Linked DNA regions of Mus musculus: regions 2, 3, 4, 5, 6 and 7 are each linked to region 1. Evidence: chromatin contacts called from public HiChIP or PLAC-seq and promoter capture Hi-C data. All regions are on one chromosome and are shown on one strand. Each heading gives the region's core, a stretch centred on a gene start, on an enhancer-like site or on the middle of the called end of the contact. The rest is flanking DNA. Distances are from core to core; before and after follow the strand shown. Region 1 holds the start of Lonp2 (lon peptidase 2, peroxisomal). Region 2 holds the start of Orc6 (origin recognition complex, subunit 6). Region 3 holds the start of 4921524J17Rik (RIKEN cDNA 4921524J17 gene). Region 4 holds the start of Dnaja2 (DnaJ heat shock protein family (Hsp40) member A2). Region 5 holds the start of Cnep1r1 (CTD nuclear envelope phosphatase 1 regulatory subunit 1). Region 6 has its middle 29 kb from the start of Gm51583. Region 7 overlaps Gpt2 (glutamic pyruvate transaminase (alanine aminotransferase) 2).

Region 1 (3,125 bases), core at 345-2,844:
ACTGTCCAATAAAAATACAAGCCATACTCGTGATTTTAGTATCCACAGGTGATTTTAGGTGAAGTGGTCAGAATATTAACATTGTAACATTTATTCTATGTAACATTAATTAAGCAGGGCAGTGGCACACGCCTTTAATCCCAGCACTTGGGAGGCAGAGGCAGGCGGATTTCTGAGTTCAAGGCCAGCCTGGTCTACAGAGTGAGTTCCAGGACAGCCAGGGCCACACAGAGAAACCCTGTCTCGAAAAAGAAAAAGGAAATTCACGTTTTCTCAAACTATAGTGTGCACTGTACATTTATGACACATTTAGGGTGACCAACTGCCTTGAGCTGCCTAGAATTGACAGCCTTTCTGGGCACACATGCACTCTAGTGTTAAAACTCATATTAGAGCATGCACACTTCAAGTGCTCTATACGCACAATCACTGTGCAGTCCAGGGAAGCATGGGGCAAACCAGTCTGCACAGATGGACCTTCAAGACACACCTAAGAGACATGGGAAATCACAGGGGAAGAGTCAGACGCAGGTGAAATCTACCACCCAAGTCAACGAACCAGAGCCGGGACACAGGGCTATCCAGTGACATCCCCCGGGCCTAAGATAAAAATGCCAGGAAGGAGCAAAGGTGAGCCTAGAGGCTGGGAAGACTGTAGTGGGAGACCCCAAGGAAAATGCTAACAGGAATGGCCCTTCATGAAGGGGAGGCCGTCGGGGAATAGAGAAAATAGGTAACAACATGTAAAACAAAGCACCCAAAAGTTAACTGCGTAGTTTAGGCATGAGCAGGAAAAAGAAAGAAAGAAAGAGAGAGAGAGAGAGAGAGAGAGAGAGAGAGAGAGAGAGAGATAGATAGATAGATAGATAGATCTAGATTTATAATGTTTCAGCTGGAGAACATGACCGGAGGTTGACTGAAAGAAAGGGGACAGGGTGAAAGGTGGTATGGGGGAGGGGCCCGGGCGCTGGGCGGTGAAGAAGGCTATGTAGGACACGAATTCACATCAGATAAGCACCAGCAACAGGCAGCAAATGAACTGCACAGAGTTTCCACCCGTGTCAGGCATTGCTCCGTGACTGATCCGGCTCACTAACGGTCACTGGCGAAAAGCGTCCCTCCCACTTTTCACGCTGGGGAGACTTGAGCCACAACTCCGCTCACAGGCCGCCGGGGCGCGAGTCCCGGAGGGCCTCCCTCCGAGTGCCCGGCGGGCCTACCTGTGCAATGGTGGCAGGTCCTGCGTGTCGCTGGCCGGGTCGGGTGTGTTGGGGATGACTCCTAGAATGGTGCTCTGCAACGACGTGCCCTTGAGCAAGCGGCTCCGCACCAGCTGCAAGTTGCGGGCCGTGTCCACACTTGTGCGCATAGTGGAGCCAGGCAGCAACACACTCTCGTGGGTCAACAGCAGCGGAAGGCGGCTGGGGATCTGGATGGGGCTCACGGAGGACATGGCCACTGGTCGTCAACACCAGAGGTGTCAGGAGGACTCCCAAGTACGAACTCTACACTTCCTTCGCCGAACGCACCGCAGCCGTCACTCGACGGCCCGCCCCCAGGCCTGAGTGCCGCCGCTTCCGGCACCGCCCCTTCCCCAGGCTCCGGTCCCCAGGCCTGCCGCCGCTTCCGGCCCCGCCCCTTCTCCAGGCTCCCAGACTTCTGCCCGGACGCTTCGGACTCGCCCCCGGGCCATGTGCTGCTGTTTCCGGGCCCGCCCACAACCCTTCCGGAGGCCGCAGCGGCTAAGCCTTCCGGTCTGTCACTCTCCCCCCCCCCCCCCCCCCAAAGCTAAAGCGTAGCGGCTTCTGGCTCCGCCCCTAGACCCAAACCCCTCAATTTCTGGCTGCATCCCCAGGCTGGTCCCTACATTAAACACCTCCGCTCCCCGCTAGCCCAGAGATACCCAATTTCTGTCGCTTCGCTCAGCCCTTCTCTCTGAACCAGTGATGCCAGACGACAAGCAAACCTGGTGCACAGACAGCATGAACAGTGCCTGCATTTAAATTCGGAAGGAATGTTGAGAAGGACGGTGTGCACTAGACATTTTTAAACCTTTTTATTGAATAGATTTTATATTTTAACAAGTATCCTATACCTCTCACTCGGTTTTCCCTATTATGTTGCATAACCATGGTTCACATAACCCAGGAAATTAGTATTACCATTACCTAATCCATAGACCTTCTCCCAAGCTGGTGGGTTTTACTATCGTCCTTAATTTTTCACTTTGTTTATCTCCTGGATCTCTTAAGTCTGTGATATTGCTTCCATCTTTGCTTTATTTTATTAGTATTTTAAACAGATACTTTTAAAAAAGGGGCATTCAATTATTTGTAGAAGGTCACAATTTGGATGATAGATTCTAGGTTGTGGTCTGAGTCACTGAGGTCTAGAGGGAGGGTGAACTGGTAGGTGATGATCTTGGTTGTGACACACTCATCAAGTATGCATTGTGTAGATATCTTGAGATAGACTTTGGGAGTAATATAAAGAAAAAATATATACAATAACTTACCTTTTTATTAAGAGTCTTATCTGGAGAGTAGAGGACTTATACTCTGAGATTCCTGGTGTCTTTTTAAAAATGGTACTTGGGATTGGACCAAGGGCTCTGAACATGGTAGGTATTTTATGAGGAAACTATGACCATCTTAAAAACCTTGGGGCATATTTTTTAAAAAAACTTTATTTATTTTTATCATGCATACATATCCTAAAAGCAACAAGTGTTTTGTGTGCATACTAATGTCTGGACTTATTTTTGTTTAATAAATTAATTTTTTGATTTTATTATTTTCTTGGTCTCCTAGGACAGGGTCTTAACTGAGTCACACATATGGCCAAAGAAAAAGAGTCATTCCAGGATGATATATGGCCTTGCAGGCAGCCAAGAGGTCTAGCCTCTTGTAGACTGAACCCCAAACAGCTGTGCAGAACCATGTAATTGTCACACAAAAGTTGTTTTTAGAGTAAAACAGGAACTTCATACCAAAACCCAGGTCTAATCTGTGTGTTTCTTGAAGGAGCACCAAAACCTTGCAACTTCAATTCTTACTGTCTACTGTTTGCTGTACCCGACTATGCAAGCTGTTTCATGTTTGTCAGGGCCTTCTTGTGACTAAACT
Region 2 (3,199 bases), core at 530-3,029, 1.3 Mb after region 1:
ACCAAACATAATGAGATCTGACGCCCTCTTCTGGAGTGTCTGAGGACAGCTACAGTGTACTTACATATAACCGTAATAATAAAAAAGAAACGGAGCCGCCAACAAGAAGATTAAAACAAAGAAACCTCAGGGTCACATCAGATCACTCAAATGTCCTTTGGAGCCAACTTACTCTATCCAAGGGGCACTTCCTACAGGAAGCTGCAAGGTCCAGGCATATGACAGCATTGCTGGTTTCTGAGCTACGTGCAGACAGACTGACACACTTCACCTTAGACAGCCGCAGGAACTCCTCTGCTTTCCTGGTTATAAAGGCAGTATGGTCACTAAAACTGCTGCAGAACTTTGTCAACACTTAGGCAAAGAACTGAATTCAGCATGGTGGACTTGCACACCACCTAACTACTGTGCAAGTTCATTTGGGGCCTAGAAAGCACATCCTTTGGAGAGGTGGAAGTTCTTTACATAGAACCAAAATGACTCCAGACTTAGCTGTGTCCAAGCGTGTTCCTTGGACATTACCTTTCCTTCTTACATTATTTCAACAAGTATAAAGAATTGGTTCAGGCAGATTAGAGTAAATTAAATCCCTTTCTCTTCCTTAATGACTGATTGGGTCTCAGTTTCGGCGGCTTGTGAAAATAGTTCTGGGTCCCATTGTATTTCCGGTCAGTAGCCCTGGGAATAGACCTACGAACTTTCTACACACTTGCCTGCTGTAGCTTTATTTCCTAAGACAGATCCTACAATGACCCTCCTAATCTCAAGGGCTTCGGAAAATGGAAGCTATTTGGGCCACTCTTACCATATTTTCCCATGCGTGCCACTATTTAATAAATCAGCCCCAACGCCACTGGGCCCTTTCTGGAATTTTTTTTTTTCGATTTTTCGATACAGGGTTTCTCTGTATAGCTCTGGCTGTCCTGGAACTCACTTTGTAGACCAGGCTCGCCTCGAACTTAGAAATCCGCCTGCCTCTGCCTCCCAAGTGCTGGGATTAAAGGCGTGCGCCACCACGCCCGGCCTTTTCTGGAATTCTTACGCCCTGCTCATCACTTCAGCTCTTCACTCTGTACCATAATCTACCTTTCTCTTGCCATCTATAGTGATTTGCACAGGGTCTGCCCTGCAAGGCTGGCTTATCAAGATTATCGAGTCTGAAGGAATGACAAGAGGTCCTCCCCGGCTTTTCCGACCACAGTGTATCCAACAGAGCTAGAGTGCTTCAAGGACGACTATATACGTCCTCTCAAACCATCTTCTACAAGCCAACAACAGTTTTTCTTGATGTTGGGCCCGAGTCTCGCCCAGACCAGTGTGCGGTCATTCCCTCATCGCCAGTCCCTCATCCGACGCTGCCTTGGGAGGACCCAGGGCCGCAGTCTGGGACGTCTACCCGCACACACGGCCACACTCACCTCAGTACACTCGGCTCCGCAAGGCCGAGACGCGGGGCGAGGCGGCGTACCAGCTCCGACTCCATCGCTGGAAGAAATGCGCGCCAAGAGCAATGCGCGCGCAGATTGTCAGAGGGTTAAGACCCACCCCCGGCGCGTCCAGATTGGTTGCGACCAGAGGTTGAGACCGTTCCACACACCAATCCTGGTCATCCTTCTACGCATGTGCACACGATGAGGCGCGGGCCCAGGCGAAGTGGACGCGCAGAAGGTTCTCTCGCTGCCCTTCCTCGGCCGCGGATCTCCTTAACTAAGGCTTCCCTTCCTGCTGTCCCTAGTTCGCCGCAGCGTTGTACTATTCTCGCCCCGCCCCGTCCACTATACACCGCCGGCTGCCCATTCTCCCCAAACTACGCGAGATTTTAAGTGGGCCAATCGAAAAGCCGCTTCTATCCAAGGGCGGGGCTAGAGAGGGCGGGGCTCGCAAGGCTCGGTCACCTGACGGCGGGCGGCTCCGGCGGGGTAGGCGCTGCTGCTTGTGGTCCCCGGAGTCGCCATGGTGAGTGAGGGGAAGCGGTGGGCCTGGGTTGCCGAGTCGCAGTCCACGTTTTCCTTCGGCGGACAGGAGCCTTGCTGGCGGAGTAGGAGGCCCTGCATTTCGATCGAGGCCGGTCCGGTCCAGGCTGGGCCTGCGGGCTTGGCACGGGCTGAGGAAGGCCGCGTTAGGCTGCGGTGGGCTGCGGTGGGCGGTGGCGCAGAATTTGGTCGTTACCCCGAGACCAGGAGCCTCCCTTAGGGGTGTCGCGGGCTGCAGGTTCTGGGTGTCGGTGGAGGCCTGCGTCAGACTCTTGTACGGAACGGCCACCTTCCCTCTGAGAGTCGGACTCCCGGGTCTGTGCGGAGTTGGGACAGTGAGGAGCCCCCGAGCTTCTGAGCTGGCGCCGTAGCTGGGTCGCGCCCAGATGGTGCATTTCCAGCTTTGTACTCAGCTGTCCTCGGGGGTCCCATTGCCTTTTCTCTGCTGGAAATATCCTTGGGGGGGGGGCGCAGTGGTCTCCCGGCCTTCCGTGGCCGCAGAGCCCCCTTCATCTTGCAGCGCCTGTCAGCGAATTCTAGGGACCTGCTCACGTGAGTTTCCCGAAGGACTCCTGCTTTCTTTTCATTGAGCCCAACCATCAGATAGGAGACAGGTCTCCGTTTCGCATTTGCTCTCTGAGGATTCTAACTCACTTGCTGGAAGCAGTCATTCAAAGGTTTCTCCGCGACGATAGCATGTCGTGATGCTTTGTGGCACTAGCCTTATAAACAGGAACTTCCGCAAAATTCGGATCCTGTTTTCCACAGGGCAAGTTGTCACTTGCGTTATACGAGCATTTGCTGTAGTATGAACAGGTAGTGGTTTTGGATGTGCTATGCTTATGTCCTTTTTTTTTAATTTCAATATTCATTCTTTGTATTGATAATTCTATGTGCCACTGCACATACTTCACTTTAAGTGTGTTAATAGGAAAAACCAGCATTAAATCTTTTTGTTGATTTTTTTTTTCCTTTTTTTTGGAATGGACCTTTATGATGATCTTGCTAGACTCCGATCAGCTTGGTATTTATGTCATCTTTGGTTCTGGCTGGCTGAGTTCTGAGCGTTTGTTCCCGTAATTTGATAAATATTTGATGTATATTTAATATAATATATTGCCTTACAAGATGTTTTCCCCCCTCGGAACTTTGTACAATTGAGATTTGGCACATGACTGGTGTGAAGTTTAACTTTTTTGTTTTTCAACACTTACTGGTTGACATAG
Region 3 (3,075 bases), core at 416-2,915, 1.2 Mb after region 1:
TGGGGTCTCTGTTGAAACTAAGGATTCACCTTGACAGCTTTTGAAAATAGTCTTTTGGTGCCGCCTTGCAGGAAATCTGATCCTGCCATGCATGCCTGGTCTCTGCAGCTTGTAGTACAAGGCTTGGTGGCCCCTCATACTTACACCTCTCTCTTTTTAAATAATCAAATTTTAATGGAATGCCATGAATCTTGACAAGAAATTCATTTTTTTAATCTGCCAGAATACATAAAACTTTTGCACAAATGTTACACACATATGCAGAGAGAGAGAGAGAGAGAGAGAGACTTTGAGAGACTTTGTTTACACAAAAGGCCTCTGTCTTGTTCCAGGAATTTAGTGGCATGGAACAGTAATTCCCTGCCCTCCACCCACATTCGTGTGTCAATTCTTTTCCAACTTGGCAATCAAACAGGACTGTGAGTTCTGACCCCAGCTGATACAGAAAAATCACTAACTCTAAGCCCACTTTCTTTCTTCCTGTGATCCATCTCCCTAGTGTGCCCTCTTTTCTTTCTTTTTTTCTTTTTTTTTAGATAGGGTTTCTCTGTATAGCTCTGGCTGTCCTGGAACTCACTTTGTAGACCATGCTGGCCTCGAACTCAGAAATCCGACTGCCTCTGCCTCCTGAGTGCTGGGATTAAAAGCGTGCAGACACCACACCGGGCTTAGTGTGCCCTCTTGAGAGAGTAAAGGTCGTGTGTGTGTCCAGGCAGTGAACATTACATTTCTCTTACTTGCAAGACCAGTAGCCCAAGATAATGCTGTCAGCTCCAGATGTCATCTGCTCCCTTTGATCCAAAGTGGCAGAAGTTTTGTGTCCCTTCAAGGCTGATCCTGGAGACTTCCTTAGGGGGTTATTTGGGATTGGGGAACCCTTGTGTTAAGGACTCTATTCACACACACACTTCTTTTAACTGACTTTACATTTTCACACGTTTAGATTTTTTTTTTTTGGACAGGTAGTGTCTTTGTCCTGAGATACCTTTCCTATAGTACAGAGTATGAGGAGTCTCTTTAACAATGGCAGATGCTCTGTGTGTTACCCCTCCCTTTTCTGCAACTTTATACCCAGCTCATGCTCCTTTCTTCATCAAACTACAGTTTAAAAATATCTCTCTGCTCTCTCACTGTAGATCTGAACAAGAGCAGTGAAAGCTGGGATGATAGGAGTGCACAGCATTTTGTTTCACTTTTCAAATAATTTGCTTTTAATTTTAAACTACTCAGTATCAGTGATACACAAGATGAAACCAGACCAACCTCTCCACCCCCTCCAAAAACAAAGCCTTGTAGACTGTTCCTTGAAGGCAGACATTTCTTATTCGGTGTGCTTAATAGTGGATCGTAGGCAATTATTTAATGAATAGTGAAGTTTATACCCCTGACGCTGGAAGCCTAGGGGTTTCATCGAGTGTCTATTATAATTTCTCTCGGATTAGCATTGCTGACATTTGCAGAGAGGTTTTCCGTTGCCAGTAACCATTTCAGGCTCTGGTTCTGGGGCCGACGAGGGGGCGTGCCCAGCACCAGGGCTCGGCCCACCTGTGCGTTGGTTGGTGGAGTCTCGTCGGAGCCACGCCCCCGAGCGGTCCACCGCCTTAGAGGGCGTGGCGATGGGACTTCCCTGGAAGGGCCGCGGCGCCCCCCTCCTCCAACCCGCACGCAGCCCCGCGCACGCGCACGCGCGCCTCCACGGCTGGGTCGCGGCTGGAGTGAGGACGCGCTGTGTGGAGCAGCGGAGGCACGGCGCTGCTTCCACCGCTGCTCAGGAGGGGAGCATGTCTGCAACTCGAGCCAAGAAAGTGAAGATGGCCACCAAATCGTGCCCCGAGTGCGACCAACAGGTGGGCTGGGCCGGCGCGAGCGGGCGGGGCGGGCAGGGCGGGTGGCCGTTGCTCGGCGGCGGTTGGCGGTGCGCGGCGGCCCGCGGGCGGCGGGGGCCTGGGAGCGGGGACCCGGCGCTGCCCCTTCTGGTCCCGGGCCGGCCCGCGGACCCCTGCCGCCCCGCATGGCTTTGTTCGCGGTTGGGGAGAGTGCGGTGCTGCTTCTCAGCTGTCGCTCCCCGCCACCTGGGTGGCAGCATAAAGCAGACAAAAGGACAGTAATGGTGCTAACTTTTTTGCAAATTTGTGGACTTCCGGAACGCCGCAAAAAAACCAACCAGTTTGATGTGTGGTTTCTAGTCCTTCCACTACGTTGTTAACGGAACACGGTTCGAATAAAGTCGGCGTTGAGGCTCTTCCTCTCTGCGTGTGCCCCGTCCCATTCGTGCTATTTACTGTTGTAAATTTGACATGTCTGCTTACAGATTTTTTTTTTAAATATGCGGATTCGTGAATTTGAAATCATTCATATTTAGACTGAACTCATGGAGTAATAGTCGTAATTTTTAAAAAAATCATTTTTCTTTTCCTACATTTAAGTACGCCTAATTATAGTGTGATGAACAAAAACTCATTCCATTAAAATCATCCTTAGGCCTTCATGCCGGCATGCAGATCTGGCTGTACTTCTTTTTCCTGAATCTTCCTAAAATGACTACCTCTCTCTCTTCCCCTCCCCCCTCCTTCTCTCTGGAGTAATTGGAAATGGGTGGAGACTTAAAATCTGATTTAAGTATATTATTTAGGGCGTGTCCTTGTAGGTTTATTAAAATCTTTAAACAAAAAAGTTACATGTTTTATTCAGTATGATTTATAGGCAATGTTTAAAAATGCTGATGATGGAAAGTTGTGCAAGTTTAGTCGATAGAGCATACCAGTCTGCAATATCAAAACAGTCATGTTTTCCAAAATGTAGAGTTACGTTCATTCTTTCCACCCAACTAAATTGTAGCAAACTTGCACTTTGTGATCAGTCTGTTGGCAGATTACTTTGATGTTTAAATAATTTTCAGTTAAGGCTTTTACAGTATGAATTATGCATTCTGTTTCTGTAGGGCACAAGTCCCTTGTTTTACTTGGCATAAAATAATCTTTTGGGGAAAATATCTGTTTTTAATTTCCTGGTTATTGGCCAGTGAGATGGCTTTAGGTGGTAAAGGTGCTTTCTGCTCAAGCCTGACTACCTGAG
Region 4 (3,314 bases), core at 294-2,793, 1.1 Mb after region 1:
CTGAACCCAGGGCCTTAGTGTATTCTACTCAAGCATTCTACCAGCTAAGCCTCATCCCCAGACCATAAATACCATTAAAAATAAATAGCATCTTGCACTGAGGAAGTAACCTCAGAAAATACATTGCAGAGCCAAGCTTACTGTTAAAAGAAGGCAGAGCCAAGCTCCCAGCTTATACAATCTAATTTCAGGACTTACACTCTTGAATGATTAGGGGTCTTTGTAAAATTCAAAGTCAGAAGAAGGATGATCTGACTTCAACATCTGCCCCAGGGTTATTTTGGCTGATCTGGGTGTGTGGGTGAGTGTTCCCTCTTCTTCTTTGTATGTCCCTTCCTGAAACTGGGTATTTGATCAAGAAGAGAGGCTAATCTTTGGCAAAAGGGTATAAAATAGCTGTGGTCCCCTGCTAGAAACCTCCAAATAAGTCCTGGAAACCAGATAGATAAGCTATATTCTATTAAAGAATTTTGACTCACATGTGAGAACAGCATTCATGTCATAAATCATACTTATCAGGAAAACGAACATCAAATAAGACAGGAAGGTTCACCAGGTTATGAATTAAGGAAAACACTACAGGTTAAGGGGCATTTTGAATAGCAGAAGGAGCATCTAACTTCTCATGAGACTCTTCTGAGCGTTCAGGTTAAATTTCAGAAGTCTTAGCACGGCAGTGAAGGACCTCCAAAACTCGGTCAAGAAGAATAACAAGAAAGGTGTATCACCTCCACTGACAGACTTATGGCCAATGAGCAATTGTTTCCCAGTTCAGGTTTTCAACTGACCAGAAGTGTTTTACTATCGGAAAACCAGTTGGAAGGCAAGCTATACATTCTGGAATGTGGTAAAGCACAGAAATCTTTCAAGCTAAAGCAAAACGAAACTCGACTGACAGCCACCAAGTGCCGGCACGCTGCCATACTGTCTTATGCCAACCAAACCTTTGGCGTTAGCTAATTTTAAAGCTGTCAAGTGAGACACTTGAACACATGATCCCGGTGGAACAGGGTGACTTTGGTTTATCTGGATGCCCCGAAACCAACTGGGAATGTGTAAAAAAGATTTGTCCTTTCCTCCGATGTGACAGGATGGCTATGCCTTTAAAACCTCGTCTGCTAGGTATAAATCTGAGTATTTATGAATGAAATTGTTTCCCCTACGCAGAGGTGCTGAGGGGGAAGTTAAGGAGATGAAATGAGTTAGTGAAGGTGTTGATGAAATCACATCACGGGCGTAACTCGCTATTTGGGAACCTCACACACTCACACCCACGTGCTGTTTTTCACCGTGGCCCCGGGGGGACCACCCCGTGAGGATTCCACGCCGGCTTCTTTCCCTCAGGCCTCAGCCGCACCGAGAGTTCTTTATGAACGCCGCACACCGCTCCCCTCCACTCCGCGGTCGCTCGCGCGTCACGGAGCGGCGACAGGAAAGGGCCCCACCAGCCGCTCTCGGGCGCCCACCGCCCAACCCCGCCCCGCCCGGCCCCGGAGGCGGGGCCTTGTGGCGACGTCATGGCGCTGCGCCGGGTCAAAGTTCAGCCCCGCCTGCCTCCCCGCGCCGTCTCCTCGGCCTGCGCCGCCGCCGCTCGTGGTCCGGGTCGCGCTCCTTCCGCTCCGCCGCCTGCTTGCGAGTGCTGCCCGGCAGGCCGCCATGGCGAACGTGGCCGACACGAAGCTGTACGACATCCTGGGCGTCCCTCCCGGCGCTAGCGAGAACGAGCTGAAGAAGGTACTGGAGCGAGCCGGCCGGCGGGCGGGGCGAGGGCGCGGGGCCTGCGCGGTCTGGGCGGCCTGAGCCGGGCTGAGGCGCGGCGGCGGCGGGGGCGCAGTCGGCTCGGCTGACCTTGGGCCTCCGCCCGCCCGGCCCTGCGCAGACGCGGCCCGCCAGCTCGGCGCCCGGGGCCACCCGGAAAAACAGGTCGGACCGCGGTGCTCGCGCCGCCGGGCCGGGGAGGAGCTGACCGCCGGCGCCGGTGTGGGGCTGAGGGCCGCAGCCCCCGGCGCTGAGCAGGCTCCTCCCTCAGCCTCGCTCGCCCGGCAGCTGGAGCGGCGTGGGTCTGTTTGGAAGCATTGTTCTGTGGGCTGGAGATCTAAATACCCCGTGGCCGCTTCGGGGATGAGTCGTGTGCCCCAGCCAAACACCTGAGCGTGCACTCCCTAAAAATAAGACACGTCTTATTGTTGTCCTTTGTAGTAGTTCCAAATCATCTCGGGACTTGGGGTATTAATAAAGTCAGCATCTTCTCTGGCTGTCGGGATCCAATCCGCATTTGTAAACTGAGAAAAATAAGAATGTCCCGTAAGTACTGGGACTGGTAAAGTCCAAAGAAAAAGACTTCCTGTTACCCTACCGGAAATGGTAGGCTGTGTTATATAATTCATGAGTCTGTGTGAGGACTTACATGGTGCTTAACCACATCGCTTAATTGAAAGTATGTAGTTTCACCACCACCTAAGACCCCAGTTAGCCGACCGTGTGCGAGTAAAACATCACTTAGGACCTCCTGGGTGTCCTGTTAGAGGGCAGGCAGAGGAGCCAGCCAGCATGGGGAGAGATACTTGGTAGAAGTATCCTATGCTTAATTTGTAGTAGTGCTTGAGTTTCTGTAAAACGTAGTCACTCAATCTAAAATTTGTTTGGTTATTGTGGTCTCCTTGGTCTGGCTACTGGCCATCAAAGACATTTGATAATAGTTTGTAAAAAAAGAAAGAAAAAATGTTTCAGTATCTTCTTTGTTGTTTTATTTGTATTTTTCTTCAGTAACTTTGGGTATATTATTAGTAAATACTATTGAAGTGGAAAACGTTAAATAATAAGTGACATTTTTTGGAAGGCTGTAACTTTAGAACATTGCTTCTCAGAAAAGTGAATATCTTAAATTGTTTGCTGTGTATAACTCTTATCCAAAATCTTTTTTGAAGGCATACCGAAAGTTAGCCAAAGAATACCACCCTGATAAGAATCCAAATGCTGGAGACAAAGTAAGTCATTGAGTTTTATTCTTAAACTGAAACTTAAAATATATCACCCTCCCAGAAAGGAAAGTCCATTTATGCCTACAGAGTGAATTTTTCGCTGTTATTTTAATTTACTTGAAAATGACCTTAGTAAAACCTATTGCTTGTAATATTCTTCAAAGATAAGAAAAATTATAGCTATTGAGATAGCTCTGTGTTCCAAGTCTTGCTACCATATAAGCCTGACTACCTGAGCTTAATCCACAATGGAAGGATAGAAAGTTGTCCTCTGACCCCCATACATACTCCCACACTCATATGCATATATAATAGTGATGGTGATAACGGTCA
Region 5 (3,129 bases), core at 152-2,651, 1.5 Mb before region 1:
AATCCCAGCACTCAGGAGGCAGAGGCAGAGGCAGGTGGATTTCTGAGTTCGAGGCCAGCCTGGTCTACAGAGCGAGTTCCAGGACAGCCAGGGCTATACAGAGAAACCCTGTCTGGAAAAACAACAACAACAACAACAACAAAAAACAAAAACAAAAACAAAAAAAGTTGTCTAAACTCAGAAATCTTATAGCTTAGTAAAACAAGGATTTACTAGTCAAAAGTTTTAAAGAAAGGGAGTCGTTCCTACTTAGGAATAAAGCTATCAACCACACTTTATTTTCCCTTAGAAAGCATTCAGCAACTTACTTCTCCAACGTCCAGTGGCAGGTTGCAAGCAATGAATATATTCAGTAAGTCTTCTTTCGAAAGCCTTGAGATCTAGGTAAAGAGAATTCAGTTCTCTATCTGCTCTTTCTAGTCCGAAATGAAATTTGATAAAATGAAATTTTAGATCGACAAACTCCAACAGGTCTTGCACATCAAATTACTTGTGTCACGCACCGTTTGCTTATATAATAACAATTTTAAGTACACAACAAAAACATCATTTTTCGTTCATCCCAATTTCTGGAAACCAGTTGGTCTACTTTTAGAAGCTTGAAAACTGGTATGCTGGAAGACCAGCAGCAACTTCAGCCAAGAGTCAAAAGCTAAAACTGGGGGGTGCGGTGGAGGGTGTTTACAAATAAATGGACCAAACTCCAGCTTAATTCTAATTCTGTGGAACCAAGAACTTCCTGTTGAAACATCAAAATCCATGAGGTCTAATTGACTGCAATTATCCGATTCCGGCCCTAGCTCTTATCATTAATTGATGGCTATGTAGTATGGGCTTACTAGACTTCCATACACAGATAACGGGCTGTACAAACATACTCCCTTATCCTCCTAGGAATGGGTCGCCGGTGAACGTCCGGCCAGCAGCAGCGCCTACGCCTTGTGCTGTGGCAGAGCGTACCTCTGAATGAAGTAGGGTGTTATTCCCACAGAGGTGTTTTTTAAAAAATCAAAATAAAACAAAACTTTGAAAGGCCAAGAGTACATCTAAATTCCGGCAATTACAGAAGCCAAGGAAGAAATTAGGGTTACGGTTCGTTAGGTTGTCAAACAGAAAATGAATTCGCACTCTATAACTCGCAAGGGCTCGTCACTGAGACGGGGGGGCCCCCGAGCCCCTGCGGGGGGGGAAGGCGGCACCCCTCGGCGGCCGTGCGCCCCGCGTCCCCGCCACGCCGCCCTCGCGACCTCCTCAGCCTCGGGACGGGACCCGGCGGAAGACACACTCTACCTTCCGCTTGTTCCAGCGAGTTCATGTCGGGCGGCAGCTCCGGTCACCGCCACGGCCCGGTCCTCATCGCAGCCCGCCCTCCCCGCCCCGCCGACAGCGCCAACTCCCACCTCTAACCGCTCCCTTCAGCCCCTCCGTTTGGCACCGCCCATTTTCTAGAAACGTTGAGTTTATTGGGTAGCTCATCCAGACCCCTCAACTAAACTAGTTTTCTATTGGCTAATTTCAGCAAACGCCTTCGGGAACCCAGCGCTAGATGTTCAACTGGAAGGGCCGAGAATAGCGAGCAGCTAGGCTGATATAGCCATGGCGCCGCCTCCTGCCTCGGGGAGGAACTGAATTCTGTCCAAGCATACTTTATTTTTAAGCTTGGTTGCTTTCTTAGTTCTTAAAACAATGATTGAGCGCCCACTAACTTCTGGGCAGTATTTTGGTTGCTAAGGAGAGACCACCAATCTATCCCTGCCCTCAAGGAACTAAAGAGAAACTGAGATATGTTCAGCAGTAAGTACTAGAAGCGCCCCCAAGCAGATTTCCTTGATTTTGATTTCTCTTCTTTAGATATCCAATTCCTTAAGGAAGGATTTCTTTCTTGGTTATTTTCTCCTCATGTCGTCCAATATAGTCATAAAGAATGCACAAAGTGCCGGGCGGTGGTGGCGCATACCTTTAATCCCAGCACTTGGGAGGCAGAGGCAGGTGGATTTCTGAGTTCGAAGCTAGCCTGGTCTACAGAGTGAGTTCCAGGACAGCCAGGGCTAAGAGAAACCCTGTCTCGAAAAACAAACAAACAAAAAAAAAAAAACCAAAAAAACAAAAACAAAAACCAAAAAACAACAACAAAAAACAAAACAAAACAAAAAAAGAATGCACAAAGTATGTCTTTGTAAGTATAACAAAAATATGTACAGGGTTAGCAAAATTAACATTTGATTAAAATGACCTGTTATTTCTGTTTATTTCCTGGTGGTCATTGATTCATTCAAGAGGTATTTATTGCATGACATGCTACGCATTGTATTTGTCCCATATTACATTATATTTATGACCACGGTAGATAAGATTGCATTCCTCACAGTGAAAGGTTTCAGGGAGCAATAAACATAAAAGTAGGCAACTGATTTCAGATAACAGTAGCTCTATGGAAAAAGCAACCAATATTAAAGACAGGAGGAAGGAGGTCCAGAAGTGTTGCAAGGAAGTTTGAGCTGAGAGGCCCAAGAAGACGGAAAGGATCCAGCCACACAGATCAGGGCTGAGAAGGTCTTTGAGCAACACCGCCATGTTCCCAAAATTGATACATTGTGTGTTTTACTAATCAACCTTTGCCCTAACTCACTTATCAGCTCCTGACTCCTTTGTTTTATAGACTCCTCTACCCTAGTAGCACTTTCTAAACTTTCCCATTAAGGAGCCTTCTCTGGTCCAAACCCTTTACATGCATTATCTCATTTAAACTTTTACGATGACTTGTTTGTTTTAGAGATGGAGTTTTTCTCTGTAGATTAAGCTGGTCATGAACTTGCTACAAAGGTCCATTCTGGCTTCAAACTTGCAGTCCTCCTGCTTAAGCCTTTCAAGTATTCAGGTGTGAGTTGCCAAGCCTGACTTAAAGATGTGTGTGTGTGTGTGTGTGTGTGTGTGTGTTATGTTTTTTTCCAAACAAGGTTTCTCTGTATAGCAACCTTGACTGTCCTGGAACTCACTTTGTAGAGTAAGCTAGCCTAGAACTCAGAGACCTACCTGCAGTGCTGGGATTAAAAGCATGGTACCATCATGCCCAGCTTCGAGATGAATTTTTAATGTTATGGATCAAAACCTATGAGTTATAAAATATAC
Region 6 (3,490 bases), core at 466-2,965, 1.0 Mb after region 1:
CCTTCTAGAAAATAATAATAAAAAAAAAAAAAGGTAGAAGCCAAGGGCAGAGTGGGGAAGACACACTTGCCATATCCCATGGCCGACCTCCCTCTGCCTTGAATCTGGACCAATTCTCATTCTCAGATGTTGTCTGAAACCTTCCACAGCTCTACCAAAGTTGAACTGGGAGACATTTTGGCCAGATGGACCAGGAAGGACCTCTGGGGCTAGCTGGGGACATCAGTGACTCTTAATTTTCACTATAATAAACTGCACAATCCCAAGGTATCTAAAATATCAAGCTTGTTACAGGACATTCAAAGAGTTGTATATTTTTATGTTACCCACAACCTGAAGGTCAGAAGGTCCCATAGAAGTAGTCATTGACAATTAATTACCATCTTGGAGTTGTTTTTACAGATAAAATATAAATGAATGTGAAATTTGTGTTTCACATCCACAGAAACTCCCTCTCACGCCCAAGCCTTTCTTTCTACACAAAGACCAGCAGCATGAGAGCTGAGCAGCACTGAAGATGCAGCCAATCAGTGCAGACAACCTGGTAGCTGAAGAGACTGCTCAGCCTTCCCACAAGCAGTCTCCTGGGTTCTGCCACAGTCAGAGCCCTGGCTCAGACAGCCCATCCACCTTCTCCAATGATGTGACCTTAACAAGGTCACCAGACTCCCTGAGTACCTGCCTCATGCTATGAGAATTAAGTAATAACCTGTATAGAGGACTTGACAGAGACCCCTGATACACAGAAGACACAAAATAATTAAAGCCATGCTTATTATCTCCTCAAAAGATGGATGAACTGGGCTGGTAGTTAGCTCTGTGGTAGACCACTAGCCTAGCAGCAGCCCAAGGTTTAATAACCAGACCACAAAGCCATACAAAACGCCCTTTATAGCCTTGGGGTCAGAGTGTGCTGGGCCTTCTCATCCCACTGAGGGACACCGTACCTGCTCCTGGTTTTCAGTTTGTTCATTCAGTAAACAAGACTGTTCCATTTGGGAAGAGGCAGTGCTAACCCCTCATTACGAAATCACTGTGGCGGCCTTGGTACCACTGAACCTTGCTTCCTATCTCCAAAACTGAGGAAAAAAAAATATTTCTGCCACTTTAGAAATGTAGAAGTCAAAATAGAAAACTGCCATTAAACTGCTTTGCAACTGTGGTGCCATGCCAAAGCAAGAAGGGCGGTGGCCATGATGGAATAGTGCCTCCCAGGACAGCAGAAACTGAGGGTCCACAGATGTGTGTTGAATTAGGAATGAATCACCTCATCTGAAGAAATGTTTAAAAAGCCTAGATTTCCTAGTGTGTTTGACAAGAGGAGAGGGAGAGGTCAGAGCCCTCCAGAGAATGTGTTCCTGTCTTCCCTGCTCTCTCCCTTTCTGCAGTCTTCCCACTCTTTGACTGAACCCCTAAATTTTTAAGAGGAGCATGGGTGTCAGTCATGCTGATTAAGCCCCCTATTGACAGAGGCCACTGAAGAGATGAAGTGGACTTCAGAGATGTGAAAATGGGGCTCAAATGTGATTGTGGTATCTCTCCACGGTCTCACAGGACACCGTGGAGTCTGTACTGCCTGCCCTACATCATTTTCTCATCCTGCTCTCTTGCCATCTACCAGGACTCTGACCTCTCCATCTGCCTCCCCGTCACAGTTAGAAATCAGTGTCCCAAACATGTGAGGGGAAGTGCCTCTGAGAGCTCCTGTCCTAGGACACACACTTCCTTTTCAGACACCTGTGTAACCTGTGACCTAGACACTGACCCCTCCTCCCTCCCGCTCCTCCCTACAGGACATCGGAACAGGGGGCCTAGCAGTAAATACTGGGAAACATTTCTGACCCCCAAAGGCAGAGTGTTTTGTGAAGATCCATCCAGTGAGTTTGTCTTCATCTCGATTCCAATGGACCACCCATCTCTCCAGAGCAAAGCTCCAGTGGTGGATCATTTCACAGGCCAGCCTGCCCTCTGCTGACCAGAGTTGGAAACTATGGTTAATTCGTCTGAGAAAGGGCTCATCTAAAACTGTTCACCCCTTGCAGCTGAGGGACACAACTCACCTCAGTCTTTTCTACCTTTGCTCTCCTTGGCTATAGGAGCACCCTTGTATAAAGTTCCCACCAAGAACACGATTTCTAGAACCTTCCCCCTCAGCTTCCATCAATCAGGGTGGTTGACAGTATAATGTAACCATGATTTGCTGAAGAGTGACACCCTGACTCAAATAGTATGTAAATGCAGAGTGTTTTATTCTGCAGAAGTCCAGCATGCTGGGGTCTCCCATTACCAAGATAGACAGACAACTGCGCTTCCAGGCCTGATTTAAAGCACATCAGAGGAATTCCAGGGTAGGTGAGCTTTATCTTACTCTATTTCTAGGCATTCCACAACCATTACCGGTGCGTGGGGGCTGGAGCCTGGGGTTTTTCCTATTAACTGACTTGCCTGGGCTTGCCTGGGCTTGCCCAGTTCTTGGAAACAGAGTTTTAGGCCTAGTTTCCTTAACTGCCAATTTGAAGCCTGTCGTGGAATCAGCCTATCTCTTCCCTTTCATTACCACCACCACCTTTCAGTTTGAGGCCATCCTTGAGATGTTTCTATGGACTGGTACTGTTGTTTGAGAATAAATCTGTTCCTTAACAAACCTAACTAAAGCATTGATTATGCAGGGACCACAAGTCAAAGCTAACATCAGTTGAATCTGTCTTGTAGTCTCCTTCTGACTAAGGCCATGGATTCTTTGACCACACCTGAGTGGTCAACATAGAAACAACATTCCTCATCTAAGGCTGCACAGAGTCCTCCCTGCTGGAGGAACAGCAAGTCTGGGCCTCTTCTGTTCTGTAGGACTACTGTTGCCAGGGAGGATAGGGAATCCTGCAGGGCCACGATGGACTTTTCCATCTCCTGTATATTTCCCCATCCATAGGGCCTTGCAGGGCTGAGGCCCCTACACTAGCAGCTCCAACTAGCCCTATGCCAAGAAGAGAACCTAGAAACACAGCAGAAGTAGTCACCCTTTTAACTCGATTGTTTGGAGGTGCTAGCTGGTTGAAGACATCCTCCCTAGAATAAGAGGTCACTCTGGCTACAAGCTGTATTAGAACATAAAAATCCTCAGACATATTTACAACCAGGTCATAAATGCATGGAGTAGGCCCCCGAGGTAGAAGCTCACCAAGCATTCTCCAGAGGCAGCCTGTGTCCTGCAGCAGTAGGGGTTACAGTGTGGTTGCAGAGGTGGGAATAGGCTGGGGCTACCTTGCTTCCAACACAGCGTCCCTGTCTGATAACCAACAGTCCAGGGTGAGAGTAGTTGAGAACCAGCAGTCCAGTCTTGACAGCCACTGTGAACTTGATGACAAGGTTGTTACTCCGCCCCCTAGGGTTACGTGGGGCTATTGGCTGGTGCAGCAAAGCATAAGCAGCAAGCAAACAGGGTCATGAGTGCCAGAGTCGATCAGGATCAGTCAGCGGATCGACACAGTGT
Region 7 (3,101 bases), core at 103-2,602, 1.1 Mb after region 1:
TCCCATAATGAATAAAAAGGAGAAAGTGGGCTCAATACAAGCACTCATCAGGGTGGACAGTTCCCTCAAGGCCTTGCTGCCACGACTCCCTGCTACCTTGGACTGTGTGCCCTCAAACTGTGAGCCCAAATAAACTCTTTCTTCCTTTCTCAAGGTGTTTTATCATGGCAAACAGGAAAAAAGAATACTAAAAAAAAAAAAAAAAAAAAAGACTGTCATGAAGTGGGGCTGTTGCCATGATAAACCCAACCATATAGTTCTTACCTGTTTGGAACTGGTTTGTTGGAGGAACATGGAAGAGTTTTGAAACTTTGGGCTAGAAAAGCCTTTGAGTACTACAGGCATAGTTTAGTGGGTCATGCCCGTGGGAACCTGGAGAATAATTCTGAGAGCAATGGGGACAGCAGAGGCCTGGTTCACAAGGTTCCCAGTGAAGAGCCAGTGGGACCATTCATGGGATATTCTGGGAAATAGTCCGCCTGTGTCATAAGAGCCTGAATCTGGTTGAATTTAAAGGCTTGTTGTCTCACTCCAGGCCTCTGCTGACAAAGCATGCCATGGTGGGGAGCACAAGTCACTGAAGAGAGGAGGACTGGCGAGCAGGCAGGAGTTCAAAGCCAACCAGGACTACACAGTGAGACCATCTCAACATTACCCCCTCCCCTCCCATCTAGAATAATATCTGTAGTTTCTGATCTGTATTTAACACACTCAACTGTACAATAAAATATAATTTACTCCCTAGAGAGTTGGTGTGTGTTCCTATGTGGGCTCCTGTGAGGGAAGCTACAAAACATTTCTCTGTCCACTTAGCTACCAACTAGCTGTGACTCCCACAAGCAGCTCACTACACAACTCCAGCACCAGGGGATGCAATGCCTCTGGCCTCTGTGAGCTCCTGTACTCGTGTGCACACACATACACTTCTTTTTGTTTGTTTTGGTTTTTGTTTGTTTGTTTTTGTTTTTTCGAGACAGGGTTTCTCTGTGTAGCTCTGGCTGTCTTGGAACTCACTCTGTAAACCAGGCTGGCCTCAAACTCAGAAATCCACCTGCCTCTGCCTCCCGAGTACTGGGATTAAAGGCCTGAGCCACCATGCCCAGCTACACATACACTTCTTGAACACACATCCTCCACACCCACACTAAAGTGGCCTCTGTTAGTGTAGCACCATCCCTTTTTCATGGGTTGTTTCTTCTGACTCAATGTTACTCAGCAAGGCTGGCGATCCTAACAGCCATTCCCACCTCCTCTGTACACGGCTCCCCTTCCTGTGCAAAGCACCCTCTTCTCACAAGCCAAAATATCTGACTCAGGAAAGGACACGTGGGACCATGAGATTTTCTATGTGCAATGGGGCAAGGCAACCTCTGCCAGAGTAAACATTAGAAACAGAGCCAGTTTCCCTACAGCTTACACAGGATAGTCAGTTTCTTTGCTTAAACTGTGTTGAGTGGGTTCCTAATGATTCCTAGTTAGAGTCCTAGTTATTTTTCTTTGCATACTTTCTAAATTTTAATAAAGATATAGAAAGCATATTTTAAAAACAATTTTAAATTTGAAAGCCATATTCCAAGACAAATGTGAACTGGGAAACCTGGGTAAGATCAATACAATGTCGTATAGCACAACCCAACCCATCGCTTCTCCAGCTCCTGTCCCCACCTCTCCGGCCTTAATCTCTTCTTACTTTACTGCCAGCAGAAAGCAAAAGTCCACATTAGTTTTAACAACTTGTTAGAGCCAGGAATGGTGGCACAATCCCAGTGTAGACTGTAAAGGCAAGAGCCTCAGGAGTTCAAGGTCAGCCTTAGACTACACAGTAGTTTAAAGTCAGCCTGGGGTACAGATGTACTAGCATACTAGGCAGCCAGAGAGCAAGGCTCTCAAAACAAAAACAGAAACAAAAGACCTCCAAAGTTTCTCCAACTAAGCAACTCCCTGTCTTTAGGGTCAAACCCTAAGAAGCAGAAGCTGGGACCCCAGTAGAGGAGTTAAAGGACTGGGGGAGCTGAAGGGGTTTGCAACCCCATAGGAAGAACAACAATACCAACCAACCAACATCCCCGCCCCCTCCCCAGAGCTCCTAGAGACTAAACCACCAACCAAAGAGGACAGATGGAGTGACCCATGGCTCCAGCCACATATGTAGCAGAGGATGGCCTTTTTGGGCATCGATGGGAGGAAAGACCCTTGGTCCTGTGAAAGCTTGATGCCCCAGTGTAGGGGAATGCTAGCTCAGGGAGGCGGGAGTGGGTGGGTGGGGGAGCACCCTCATAGAAGCAGGCAGAGTGGGGATAGGGAGTTTCCGGGCTGGGAAAGGGGATAACATTTAAAATGTAAATAAAGAAAATATCCAAAAAAAAAAAAAAAGAAGCAGAAGCTGTTGGTTAACCAAGTTTGTGATACTTAGGTAAATGTACTGTTCAGGAACACATATATTTATACTTGTGCATATTTAAAATATATAAGATACTAAAAATATATGCACATATACACAGATCCACTCAACAGTGACATCCACCCAACCATTTATTGCTTCTGTTGTTTTCAGTTTTGTTGTGATTAGGTCTTTTTTGTTTTTGTTTTTGTTTTTCAAGACAAGGTTTCTCTGTGTAGCCCTGGCTGTCCTGGAACTCACTCTGTAGACCAGACTGTCCTTGAACTCAGAAATCCACCTACCTCTGCCTCCCAAGTGCTAGGATTAAAGGCGTGAGCCACCACTGCCCAGCGTGACTAGGTCTTATTAGGTAAATCAGACAGGACGCAAACTCGCAGACACCAGTCTGCCTCTGCCTCCCCAGTCCTAGGATTAAAGTGTATGCCATCATACTCAGCCCCACGCAACTTTTAGTTTTTATTGACCAAGCTGCTCAGTCACCACTCTGGAAGTATTTTATTGTTCAGAGCTTCCCAGCATGGCTGTTACAAAGAACCATGCTAAGGAGGCGGAAGAACTGATGATGCTAAGTAGGAAAGAGCATGCAGGCCTGCGCCTGCTCACATCCAAATGGAAACAATGTCTCTGAGGTGTGGCTGACCAGGTCCAGCCTGGCCAGGTTTCCACAGCCCCACCCACATGCTGCGACTCGAGTGATGCT

The links. Promoter capture Hi-C pulls out the DNA fragments that hold promoters and counts their contacts. HiChIP or PLAC-seq counts read pairs in DNA pulled down with a chosen protein or histone mark.
Region 2: a contact with region 1 is called in a promoter capture Hi-C map of embryonic stem cells, with 4 times the contacts expected there. The contact joins the promoter of Orc6 here to the promoter of Lonp2 in region 1. A contact is called at or near these places in 13 of 39 promoter capture datasets (the 3T3-L1 cell line, 3T3-L1-derived adipocytes, the HPC-7 cell line and 8 more), 3 of 484 Hi-C or Micro-C datasets (CD4 T cells, embryonic stem cells and muscle stem cells), 7 of 115 datasets of contacts at active chromatin or transcription factors (the 230-238 cell line, astrocytes, embryonic hindbrain and 3 more) and 2 of 9 other capture datasets (adipose tissue and embryonic stem cells).
Region 3: a contact with region 1 is called in a promoter capture Hi-C map of embryonic stem cells, with 4 times the contacts expected there. The contact joins the promoter of 4921524J17Rik here to the promoter of Lonp2 in region 1. A contact is called at or near these places in 16 of 39 promoter capture datasets (the 3T3-L1 cell line, 3T3-L1-derived adipocytes, the C10 cell line and 8 more), 2 of 484 Hi-C or Micro-C datasets (B cells and Sertoli cells), 8 of 115 datasets of contacts at active chromatin or transcription factors (the 230-238 cell line, astrocytes, cardiomyocytes and 5 more) and 4 of 9 other capture datasets (adipose tissue, embryonic stem cells, liver and 1 more).
Region 4: an H3K27ac HiChIP or PLAC-seq map of double positive thymocytes shows a contact between it and region 1, with 16 times the contacts expected there. The contact joins the promoter of Dnaja2 here to the promoter of Lonp2 in region 1. A contact is called at or near these places in 14 of 39 promoter capture datasets (the 3T3-L1 cell line, the C10 cell line, the HPC-7 cell line and 9 more), 10 of 484 Hi-C or Micro-C datasets (B cells, CD4 T cells, the G1E-ER4 cell line and 7 more), 24 of 115 datasets of contacts at active chromatin or transcription factors (the SCID.adh cell line, SST interneurons, T-cell acute lymphoblastic leukemia and 15 more) and 3 of 9 other capture datasets (adipose tissue, embryonic stem cells and liver).
Region 5: a contact with region 1 is called in a promoter capture Hi-C map of pre-B cells, with 2.3 times the contacts expected there. The contact joins the promoter of Cnep1r1 here to the promoter of Lonp2 in region 1. A contact is called at or near these places in 4 of 39 promoter capture datasets (the C10 cell line, hippocampal neurons, pre-B cells and 1 more), 1 of 115 datasets of contacts at active chromatin or transcription factors (astrocytes) and 1 of 9 other capture datasets (adipose tissue).
Region 6: a contact with region 1 is called in a promoter capture Hi-C map of stem cell-derived epiblast-like cells, with 5 times the contacts expected there. The contact joins the enhancer-like site here to the promoter of Lonp2 in region 1. A contact is called at or near these places in 9 of 39 promoter capture datasets (the 3T3-L1 cell line, cranial neural crest, embryonic stem cells and 6 more) and 10 of 115 datasets of contacts at active chromatin or transcription factors (bone marrow-derived macrophages, embryonic limb bud, embryonic stem cells and 5 more).
Region 7: a promoter capture Hi-C map of liver shows a contact between it and region 1, with 4 times the contacts expected there. The contact joins the enhancer-like site here to the promoter of Lonp2 in region 1. A contact is called at or near these places in 11 of 39 promoter capture datasets (the 3T3-L1 cell line, the C10 cell line, the HPC-7 cell line and 6 more), 3 of 115 datasets of contacts at active chromatin or transcription factors (SST interneurons, embryonic stem cells and pancreatic cancer cells) and 2 of 9 other capture datasets (embryonic stem cells and macrophages).

The regions. Positions count from the first base shown.
Region 1 is chr8:86,622,512-86,625,636 of GRCm38.p6, reverse strand. It overlaps Lonp2 (lon peptidase 2, peroxisomal), which reads right to left and starts at 1,594. Exons shown (of 15, transcript NM_025827.3): 1 at 1,221-1,594. The coding sequence starts at 1,453.
Region 2 is chr8:85,298,212-85,301,410 of GRCm38.p6, reverse strand. Orc6 (origin recognition complex, subunit 6) reads right to left here and starts at 1,779. Exons shown (of 7, transcript NM_019716.2): 1 at 1,419-1,779; 2 at 173-302. The coding sequence starts at 1,483. Vps35 (VPS35 retromer complex component) reads left to right here and starts at 1,894. Exons shown (of 17, transcript NM_022997.5): 1 at 1,894-1,956. The coding sequence starts at 1,954.
Region 3 is chr8:85,431,431-85,434,505 of GRCm38.p6, reverse strand. It overlaps 4921524J17Rik (RIKEN cDNA 4921524J17 gene), which reads left to right and starts at 1,665. Exons shown (of 4, transcript NM_025722.3): 1 at 1,665-1,847. The coding sequence starts at 1,782.
Region 4 is chr8:85,553,590-85,556,903 of GRCm38.p6, reverse strand. It overlaps Dnaja2 (DnaJ heat shock protein family (Hsp40) member A2), which reads left to right and starts at 1,543. Exons shown (of 9, transcript NM_019794.5): 1 at 1,543-1,734; 2 at 2,928-2,987. The coding sequence starts at 1,657.
Region 5 is chr8:88,117,031-88,120,159 of GRCm38.p6, reverse strand. Cnep1r1 (CTD nuclear envelope phosphatase 1 regulatory subunit 1) reads right to left here and starts at 1,401. Exons shown (of 6, transcript NM_029074.3): 1 at 1,291-1,401; 2 at 309-380. The coding sequence starts at 1,315. Gm2716 (predicted gene 2716) reads left to right here and starts at 1,553. Exons shown (of 8, transcript NR_151771.1): 1 at 1,553-1,794.
Region 6 is chr8:85,601,871-85,605,360 of GRCm38.p6, reverse strand. No RefSeq gene overlaps it. Among named protein-coding and RNA genes, the nearest start is that of Gm51583, 29 kb to the right of the region's middle. Within about 2 kb of position 1,715, at least 36 of the 459 cell types and tissues checked have an H3K27ac peak or open chromatin away from gene starts, as enhancers often do. A contact at or near this core is called in embryonic stem cells, hepatocytes, stem cell-derived epiblast-like cells and 1 more, where this site is marked.
Region 7 is chr8:85,527,337-85,530,437 of GRCm38.p6, reverse strand. It overlaps Gpt2 (glutamic pyruvate transaminase (alanine aminotransferase) 2), which reads right to left. Exons shown (of 12, transcript NM_173866.4): 12 at 1,536-3,101. Among named protein-coding and RNA genes, the nearest start is that of Dnaja2, 26 kb to the left of the region's middle. Within about 2 kb of position 1,352, at least 41 of the 459 cell types and tissues checked have an H3K27ac peak or open chromatin away from gene starts, as enhancers often do. A contact at or near this core is called in liver and pancreatic cancer cells, where this site is marked.